2 separate regions of the Mus musculus genome follow, and region 2 is linked to region 1. Evidence: chromatin contacts called from public Hi-C data. All regions are on one chromosome and are shown on one strand. Each heading gives the region's core, a stretch centred on a gene start, on an enhancer-like site or on the middle of the called end of the contact. The rest is flanking DNA. Distances are from core to core; before and after follow the strand shown. Region 1 has its middle 70 kb from the start of Slc4a7. Region 2 overlaps Nek10 (NIMA (never in mitosis gene a)- related kinase 10).

The links. A called contact is a pair of places that touch in the nucleus more often than the background predicts.
Region 2: a contact with region 1 is called in a Hi-C map of myocytes, with 2.0 times the contacts expected there. The contact joins two enhancer-like sites. A contact is called at or near these places in 6 of 484 Hi-C or Micro-C datasets (adipose-derived mesenchymal stem cells, cortical neurons, muscle stem cells and 2 more).

Annotation. Positions count from the first base shown.
Region 1 is chr14:14,630,262-14,635,421 of GRCm38.p6, reverse strand. No RefSeq gene overlaps it. Among named protein-coding and RNA genes, the nearest start is that of Slc4a7, 70 kb to the left of the region's middle. Within about 2 kb of position 2,156, at least 282 of the 459 cell types and tissues checked have an H3K27ac peak or open chromatin away from gene starts, as enhancers often do. A contact at or near this core is called in muscle stem cells and myocytes, where this site is marked.
Region 2 is chr14:14,841,260-14,846,419 of GRCm38.p6, reverse strand. It overlaps Nek10 (NIMA (never in mitosis gene a)- related kinase 10), which reads right to left. Exons shown (of 35, transcript NM_001195229.1): 7 at 3,556-3,634; 8 at 2,506-2,573; 9 at 843-922. Among named protein-coding and RNA genes, the nearest start is that of Nek10, 23 kb to the right of the region's middle. Within about 2 kb of position 3,184, at least 32 of the 459 cell types and tissues checked have an H3K27ac peak or open chromatin away from gene starts, as enhancers often do. A contact at or near this core is called in muscle stem cells and myocytes, where this site is marked.

The DNA of each region.
Region 1 (5,160 bases), core at 907-3,406:
TCTAACAAGATGCCAAGTTCCTTGAAGGGCAGAGCTGATTTGTTCTTGCTATATGGCCCAACAGTAGCCCCCAGGAAGCACATTCCATCTATGATCTCTCCAGACATTACGGAATGATTGTACATTTGTTTTACTTTATGTGTATGTATGAATGTCTGTGTCAGTGTCTGTCACATGTGGGAATGTCAGAAGAATGAGCAACCCCTGGAGCTAGAATTATAGACACATATGAACTGTCTGGGTGGGTGATAAAGTCCTCTAGAAGAGCCACATGTACTCTTAACCCTGGGGCTATCTTCTCAACCCCATTTGAGTTTTTGAGGCCAAGTCTTATAAATCCTAGGGTGGCTTCAAACTCCCTTTGTAGAAAGATGGCTTCTGGTCCTCCTATGTCCAGGGTCTACAGATATGTGTCAACATGCCTGCTGGGGATTGACCTGAAGACTTCATACATGCTAGGCAAGCATTTAACCAACTAAGATACACACTCAGCCCTTACTTAAAAACATAAACTCCAGTTTGCAGCACTTTGTCATCTCATCTGTGAGGTATGAACTCATTTCTTTTTTTCTCTGAAACTGGCCTCTTCTGCACAGAAAGGACTACCACACTTTCAAATACTATGCTTTTGCAAGAGACCACAGGATTCATAATCAATGTCTATCCTGAAAAGCTCCATGGCAGCTGTGCAGGAGGTGTGATGTGAGTCTGGTACAACTTGGTAGGTAGCTCATAGCTAAAGAACCAAGCCAGCATGGGAGACACGCCCCAGAGGCTTGATTCTTAGCTATACCAAACATTGAACTTAGGAGCAGAATGAGCTGCTGTGATAACATCTGACACTATCTCATTGGTCCCCTTTCTGAGAAGGTGTACTCAATATTAAGTAAGATGCAAGCTGAATTATTCTGGAAAGAGCAGATAGATAAAGTTAGCCAGAGACAGGTTTGTTAGCCACAAAGACACAATTAGGTGTGTTGATTTGGAATAGGCCTTGAGTGTCTCTTACATATATGTGTGTACAAAGTAATTAGTTCAGGAGTTCATTTGTAATAACCTAAGATACTTATCTTGAAAAACAAGGCAGTGTGACTCAAGAAAGAGCTCAGCAGTTAAGAACACTTCTTGTTCTTGCAGAGGACCCAGGTTTGTTTCCCAGAATCCTCATGGTGGGGGTCAATTATCTGTAACTCCAGTTCCAGGGGGATATAGCGCCCCTTCTGGCCACAGGAAGCAGTTTCTCCACATTCTGTACTAGACATCTATTTGGGCAAAACACCCATACACGGAGAATATAAACAAACAAACAAACAAACAAACAAACAAACAGCAAACTCAAGAAAACAAGACATGGATTCTGTTTACTTTTAAATGTCAATGCCCCAGGAAGACAGCCCCAAGTTTATCTGTTTTCCTCTTTGTAGTGAGGTGATGAGGTGCTTTCTCCTATAAATGAGAGAGGGAGCAGGTAACACTCTTTTCTTCCTCAGTGGTCAGGCTGAGAAGCCCCAGGCTTGGTTTTCATGGTCCAGACATTTCAGCCAAGTATCTGTACAGGCACCTGTATTTATGCTGTATTATGTTTCTATGTATTTATGCTAGGAATGGCAGTCTCCTGCTGCATACAAAAGGCCCAGTTTCAAATTTCAATCTCCACATTCCACTGGGCTGAAATTCAAAGCTTTTGCGGGTCTCCCTGAAGGCTTCTGGCTCAGTTGGGCTTGGACTGTGGACTCGGCTGCCCTGCCAGCCCCCCAGCCACAGCCACCTATTTTTACTTTGGCCACTCTTTCCGCTTGCCTAGGTCACATCCTTAAAAGACTCAGCCGTTCTCAACTCTCTTCTTCCTCTTTCCCGCTGTAGTTTTCAAATCTTACACACTTACCAAAGAAAGAGCGAATCTCAAAGTAAAGGCGGACGTATAAAATCAAGCCACCAACGCCCAAGTCCCACTTCTAAACGCCACAGATATTTGTTTCTTTTTACTCATTGCACCCCCCACCCCCTCCCGACTGAGAGGAGCAACGGCAGGAAGGGTGGTGACTCAAAGCCAGAGCCCCAAAAAACAAACACCCACGAATGACTCAGAAGCCGGAGCCGGGGAGATTCCAAGGTTTTCCTTACTATAAAATTCATGTGTAGACAGCACCACTGGACCTGTGGGCTCCTTAGAGCCTCGCCACCCCGCCCCTGAGAGGGAGTTTACTGGGTCAGAGAAGGGTGGATAGGACTCGAATTTCTTTTGCCAAATGTCGAGAAAATCCAACATATCCTGTATGAGTCAAAGTGCTTCGCATCTGCTTTAGAGTCTTAGTCACTGCTCTCGCCCCCTTGACTTAATTGTGATTTTAATTAGATGAATGCCTTAGAAGAGGAGGTGGAGGCCTTTCATCTAAAGCGGGGTTTTTTTTTTTTTTCCAGGCTGTGTGGTCTTTTGTTGGCTACTTGGATCTTATAATGATAAAAGGATTACTTTTATTTTAGCACTCCCCCCACCTCCCTCCCCACCCCTGCTTCGCGAAAGTTTAAAGGACCTGAACTTCGAATTTACATTTTTTTATGCCAAAGATGACGGTTTTGTGACAAAACGCTTTGAATTCCCGAGATGAAAGAGAACTCATAAAGAGAAGTTAGCCTCGCTTAATTTCTAAGCAGCTTTTGACATACATGTGTAGACAGATGTAATTCGAGGCAGCTGAGGTTAACTTCTGTGCGCTCCCTCTCTCTAGCCGAATGGAGCGACCTCTTCCTTTCACTCCTCTTCCTGAGCCAGACAGAGCCTATGTGGCCACAGTCAGGCTTGAGTAGTGGAGACACGGGCACCCGCTCCGAGCTCACACCCCGGCCCAGTGCTTTGGCGGGGCTGTGCTGTGGGGGTGGGCACTGTCTCCTTGGGGAAGGAAGAAAAGTGTAGGTCAGAAGGGCAAAAGCGTTCGGGAGGTCTTGCTGGCTTGACTTCCAAAGTCTCCCTGATTGTTGGTGTGATTCTTAGCTTAGGAGACACAGTGTTTGTTAGTCATTCACACTGGGATGATATTTAAATATCCCCAAGAGATTTGGAAGTTGCTTTTGTTCCTACCTGCAGTAGGCACTATCTGTTTCACTCCTGCCCTGTTTCTTCTTAGTTTCACACGTTACTTAACACACACGTGCAACAATGGGTTACCGCAGGAAAATGGAAAATTCCAGCTGTTATTTAAACCATGGGATCCTGAGGGTCCTGCTTAATGTTTCTTTTACCTTTTTTTGTGTTTTCAGGAGAAAACACAAAGGACTTGAACTTGCTCATTGGCTTTCTCTAAGGTTCGGAAGCAACCGAGCTGTACAGTTAAAAGGCAGATGAATGATAATTGCTATCTTCCAAGCCAGTTGATAGAGTCTGTCTGTGGAGGGGAGGTTTAGCTGGCGCCCTGGCTTGGATGTGAACCCTACAGGCTCCCATATTCATTTCGAGCTGATAGCTTGGGGGAAGGGAGGCTCCACAGTAAATTAGGAGGTGGGGCAGAGCAGGAAGAAATGGGCTGCTGGGGAAACAAACCCTGAGAGCTCTAGTCCTTCTTTCCTTCCCGAGGAGTCACAAGCCATGCTACAAGCTCCTTCACAGGTGGAAGCTCCCTGCAGAGGCGTCTCCACCACCTAGCCATCTCCAACCCCAAGGATTGTATTTGCTTCTTAGATCAGTTTCTGGTTTCCTTAGACTTGTCCTCTACTTGTTTGGTGGTACTACTACTACTACTACTACTACTACTACTACTATTTTGGAGACAGGATCTCAATATGTATAGCTTAGGCTGGCCTTGAGTTTGGGTGTTTCTAGTCAATCTCCTGACTATTTCTCGTCTGTCACTGAGACCCCCATTTCCCAAGCATGCACATGTGTACTATATAGCACCTGTACATGCTCAGGTAGGTAGGCCAGAGATAGATACTGGAAGGCTTTCCTTGACTGCTTTCCACCTCAGTTCTTTGGGACAGGGTCTCTCAGTGAGCCGGAAGCTCTCCAGTCTTGAGATCCAAACTCAGGCTCCCCTTCCCTTATAGGATGTGGACTGAGTACACAGCTCTCCACCCCAACACATGTTTTCATTCTTCCTTCTTATTGAAATCTTTTTACACAGTATATTTTGATCATATTCTTTTCCCTCCCCAATCCATCCCAGATAGCCTGCCCACCTCCCTACCACCCAACTTCATGTTCTCTCTTTCTCAAAAGACAAAACAAAACAAAATGAAAGTCAAAGATAACTAAAAAAGAAAAACATAAAATAATGAACAGTAAAACAAAACAAAAAACAAGAGCCAATTTGAACGTGGGCGCTCTCACCTCTCTCTCTCTCTCTCTCTCTCTCTCTCTCTCTCTCTCTCTCCTCTCTCTCCCACACACACTCCTCACACACACACACACAGAGTCCATTTTGTGTTGGTCAATTACTTTTGTGCATGAGCCCTGCCCTAGAATATGATTGGTATAGCCAGTGACAGTGTCCACGTCCCCTTGTCAGCGCTGGGATTTTTGTCTGGCTTGAATCTGTGCAGGTCTTGTGCATGCTGTCAGAGTCTGTGTAAATTTATGTGTGTGGTATGTATGTGTGGTATTCGTAATATGTGGGGTGTGTGTTTTTGTGTTTGTGTATAGTATGGAATGTGTGTGGTGTGTGTTGGGGGTATGTGGGTTTGTGCATGTGTTTGATGGTGTTTGTATGTGTATGTGTGTGTGTGTGTGTGTGTGTGTGTGTGTGTGTGTGCATGGTGTGGTGTGGTGGTGGTGGTGGTGGTGGTGGTGGTGTATGTGTGTATAATGTGCATGTGTATTCCCAGAACTATGAAAACTAGTCACTAGCCTATTGGGTCAAATATTGAACAGAACTTTCTCCTTCTGGTACCAACACTGCAGTGCTCAGGGCAGTTGAAGCTCAGAACCAATTTTCAGCCTTTTGTCTGGGGCATTCCTGAGTAGGCTCAGGGCTTCTTAATGTCTTATAGGGTTGGACAAAAGCTTAGAAAATCATCCCAGTGTCTGAACAAACAACAGCTCACATATGCCATATTGCTCTGGTGAAACTTTCCTTCCCCCTCTTTTAAAGTAACCCAACTCTGTCTTATCCCTTTTTCATTTGGATTTGGAAGTGCCCATCCCAAAGTCTTTCCTAAAGTTAATTG
Region 2 (5,160 bases), core at 1,935-4,434, 210 kb before region 1:
GTTGGACTAGGTGTGTCACTGGGTATAGGCTTTGAGGTTTCAATAGACTCAGGCAAACCTTAGTCTCTCTGCCTCATGGTTGTGTCTCAAGATAGAAGCCCTCGGCTACTGTTCCAGTGCCATTGTCTGCCTAGCCTATGCCATGCTCCCTATCATGATGGTCATAGATGCACCTTCTAAAACTATAAGCCCCAAATAAATTCTTCCTTCTATTACTTGCTTTGGTAATGGTGTTTTATCATAGCAATAGGAAAGTAACTTAGATACCTTGTAAGGACTTGTGAGGAGAGACTAGAAACAAACAAGGAATAGTATACTGTTCACAAGAACATAATACTCTGCTCATTAACATGAAACCTATTTATTGCTCTTTCATTTAAAATAATGACACTATAAAAGGACAGGTTTTCAAAACCAACTTTTATCATTGAAAGTGTCATATATTGTACGAGGAATGTACAGTTAACAATAGAGAAACAAGGTCTGGGAGAGTCAACTGTCATAGAAATGCAGTATTTCTGAAAGTCAAAGAAAGAAGACAGACCACAGAGATGTTCCTCCAAGCATCAGGTGGAGAGTGAGAGCAAAGGTCAGAAAAGGAAAAATCTCTTTCTAACTTAAATCTTAAGCTGTACTTCCTAAGCAGGTGAGTCTTTAGCCTATGCTGTTCCCCATGTGCCTCCCGCACCAGGTTTCAACTGAGCAGGTGACAGATTAGCCTGTGTGTGTGTGTCTCCCATGCACAATGCTGCACAGAGGAGCAGGTAACAGAGTAGCCTGTGTGTTTGTGTCTCCCACCCACGATGCTGCCTGCACAGAGGAGCATGCTGAGATGCACTTACCTCTCTGCTAAGCTGGCCAGTGCCAGCAGAGCACCCAAGAGGACAGTGGTGTCTCGGGCACCAAGCAAACTCACTAATGTCTGAAGGAAAGAAGAGAATGCAATTACCAAAGTCCCAGGAGCTTCTTGAATATTGTGTACTCTTCCTAAAAATCACAGACACTGATCTTTTGCTTTTTTTTTTTCTGGATTCTGTTCTTTTGCTCAATTAAAAAATGTGTGTGTACACCAGTAGAATATATATATATATATATATATATATATATATATATATATATATATATATATATAATTACTTGTATTTTTCTTCCCAATGTTACCCACGTAAACCCTTGAACCAGTGGTTCTCACTCTTCCTAATGTTATAACCCCTTAATTCAGTTCCTCATGTTGTGGTGACATAAAATTACTTCCTCACTACTTCATAAGTATAATTATGCCACTGCTATGAACTGTAATGTGAATATCTGATACTCAGAATATCTGATATGCAACCCCTGTGAAAGGGTCTTTTGACCATCAAAGGGGCCACAACCCACAGATTGCAAACCACTGAAAACATAACCTTTTTATAACTAGGACCAAATTGCTTAATCCATCATGCCTTTCCTTGGAGAAGAATGCCTTCATTGAATCCCCATTAATGTAAATGCTCTTTCTCCAATTTTTCAGACCACAGACTCCTGTCCCCCACTACTTTCTTGCCAAACATCCTAGTGTCAGAGCTGTGAAAGCTCTGCGGGGATGCGGGGATGCACTTTTGTTTTCATCCCATGGATCCCTTTACACTTCCTTATGCTGAAGTTAGCATCTCTCTTGGACTCCTCCTTGATCTCCACCACTGTGTGATATGGTTCACAAACTTCAATTCTACAAACATCCTTTTCAAAATTGTTGCTAAGCCAACTTAACACCTTAATGTTATTGTTTTGTCAGATTGTAAGCAACATCAATAAAATCACTGTCTGTTAAAGTGAAAACTACTGTGTGTCACCTAAACTCTCTCCCAGAAGCATAAGACCACAAGCAGCACAAGTTAGGCATTCCTGAGATAGGAGGACTCAACAGGTTATTGAAATCAGCTCTACACATCTGCCTGTTAAATGTCTGTTACCACTAAACCAACATTCATGTATTTTACGGTACACACTGACATGTGGGTGTGTGTGTGTGTGTGTATGGTGGTGGGGGAGGGGTGTTCCTGGGAATACAGAGTCCAGGACCCAAGGTCTTTCTCTGAACTGCATCTTTAGCACCTTAAAATGAATACTTAATCCATAGCTTACAATACCATACCACCTTGTGAGTCTGCATCCCATAAATTGCTATATTCAATTATCTCTGACTTACAGAAAATGCTGATTTCATATTATTCTAATTATAAAACCTTACAATACAGATGGATTTCGCTTTAACATTAAAGTTAAGTGATGCACTCAGCTGGAGTAGAATTGAAAAGTAAAAACCTTCATATGCTGCACCATTTATTGATTCCTTGTGTTGGTAAAGAACATAAGAAGATAAGTAGAGAAGCCATTTTAGGCTGGGTGCATAGTCTTACGACTTATAATGACATGTAGCTTGAGTATTAAGCTCTGAACTTGGAGAGCGACTGATGACACACAGGGCCATGTAGAACCTCAGCACTCTAGGGGCCCACTCACCTTGTGGGCTCCACTTGCAGTAACCCATTCTCTTTGGTCTTTCACAGCAGCAAGTTTTTGAAAAATATCTATTAAAGAAAGAAATCATTCAAAGGGAGATCGAGAAACAGCTGTCATGAAACTCTGGCTCCTCAGAAGTGACAGGAAAGAGAAGAACGAGAGAGTGGGAGCAGAGACCCACAAAAGGAATAGTGGAGGACAGGGCTGCCTAGTTCAACTCTAGAAGCTCACCTAGTATAGTAAATCTGCAAATAGCACAAAAGCAAACTCCCCGTGCATTTAAAGTTGAACAGGTTCCTGAACCTTATTTATTACAAGGTCATGGCATGGACTTAAAAGACCCTACTCATTATTCCAGCTTACAAAGAGATGGGAGGCCAGGCAGAACATAAGACCTGCACCGAGAAAGCTGTCCTCAAAGGAACATCCTGGTGCCCAGCATCTCCCCTGCCCCTAAGAGCCACCGTAGGCCCAACCAGCAAAGCATGAGAAACCAGTCTATCCACACAAGTACAATGGGCTTGTGCTGGCACCCAAAGCAGCAGGAATCCTGTGGCTGACCACACCTAGAGGGACTGCAAGGGGGAGGGGTGGGTGAAGGGCAATAGGAGAGAGAAGGAAGAGAAACTGGTCAAGCTTTCTGAGGAAGCCAGAAGAATGTCTGAGATGTCTCACACCCTGGCCACAGCTTCCACATTGCTGTTTTCAGGGGAGATTCTCAGTTTTCCTTTTCATGTTGTGGGTAGTCTACATTATATGAGCTAGGCATAATTATTACCCAATTTTAGAAGCAAAAATCCCTGGTTCTGACATTTTCACAGAAATCAAAAGGTTTTCTTTCAATGTCACAACAGATGTCGCTTTTATGAAAGACTTCTTCCTTGAAACAAATATGCTTGCCAAAGAAAGAGCTGCCATGGGGAGATGTGGGGACATGTGATACCATTGGCACAAAGGCACACACCATGTGAGTGGAACAATAATAAGAGCAGCAGGTGTTCTTTCTCCCAAGTCCACGAGATTCTTTGGGTGCCTGGCAACAATGCTTACACGTCATATTGACCAGCTTGTCCACACAGTGCTGCTCCTCAGCGTAGCCCAGGTACTCGTTGGCCACGATCTCCATGTACTGCATGAAAGACCAACCCAATAAGCCAGTCAGAAAGCCAGCACCAAAAGTACATAGGAAACAAGAGTGCAGGTCTTAGGATGAGCCTAGGATGGCAGAGAGGTAAGTAAGAACTGCTCAGTACTCCTGGGCCTGTGGCACTCAAGGGTGGGACACAGGACTTAGTGATTCATGGTTTCTTCCTGAATGCCCCCAAAGTTGAAAGAATTCTGAAAGCTCTCAAAAATCCCAGAATGACTTGAACTGAATAGTTTCACGGTGCATCTTATATAAGATATACATAGTAACCTGATTCTTTGATTCACCTTGCAGCAAAATGTTTAAGAAATAGGCTCAGAGAAGCATAGACAGTGTGAATGCTTATGTTAAAGTGGTGATGTCCTTTACAATATATGGACATGGACTTCACTCAGTGAGGTACATCTTCAGTTAGATTTCTCTTTAAAAACTAAACAAGGGGGCTAGAGAGATGGCTAAGAATACTGGCTGCTCTTCCAGAGGTCCCGAGTTCATTTTCCAGCAATATGGTGGCTCACAGCCATCTGTAATAGAATCTGATTCCCTCTTCTGTGTGTGTGTCTGTTCTAACGCAGATCACTCATATACATATAAACAAACAAACAAACAAATAAACATTTTAAACACTGAGCATGAATCACCTTCCCAGGATTTAAGGTGACTCTGTTCAGTCTCCATAGCTGTGACAAACACTGAGAGAAACAATTTAAAGAAAGTGAGGCAGAGAAAAAATGCTCAATTCATGGTAGCATAGAGAATGGTAGGAAGGGGCTGGAGCAGGCATCTTTCTGTGGCCCCTTCTTCTTCCAGCTCAGTCCTGCCTCAAGGTTCCCACTGACTCTCCATATAGCAGCACAGTTGGGCACCAAGTATCAACACAGGAGACTGTAGGGAAATTTTGTATTCAAAGGTAACATTTCCACTAGGCATGATCTTCTATTAATCTAGCTCAGAATGAGTTCTCAAGACCGAGTTTAGCATAAATCACTTTTTGCTGGTCTGTTAACACAGGACTCAACATTCAAGAAGCTGAAACAGATCATTTGAAGTTTTAGTCCAACATGGGCTACATGGTGCGACAATTTCTCATGTAAGGATAAATGAGCAAAATAAATAAGTAAATAAAATAGCATGATGTGGATAGACCTGTTATTTAGCTACAAGAGGGGCTGAGACAAGAAGACTGCAAATTTGAAGCTGCCTTAGTGAGATCCATATCAAAAGTTTAAAAAAACAAAAAGTAAACATAAAGGCTAGGATAGAGTTTGGTGGTAGAGTACTTGTCTAATCTCTTATCCTGAAAAAAAAAAAAGCTAAAATAAATTTTAAAGTAAGTAAATAAATAAATAAATAATCACCTTTCTTATCTCCCAGTCTTGGGAGACTGGGAATTCCAACTCAATGACATGCCCTAAAATTGTTTTTTATTCTCTCAATAAGCAAAGTTGTTGAATAGCTGCTCAGCCTATATAATCACCTGTTAGTCATTCCTCATAACAAAATTTAAG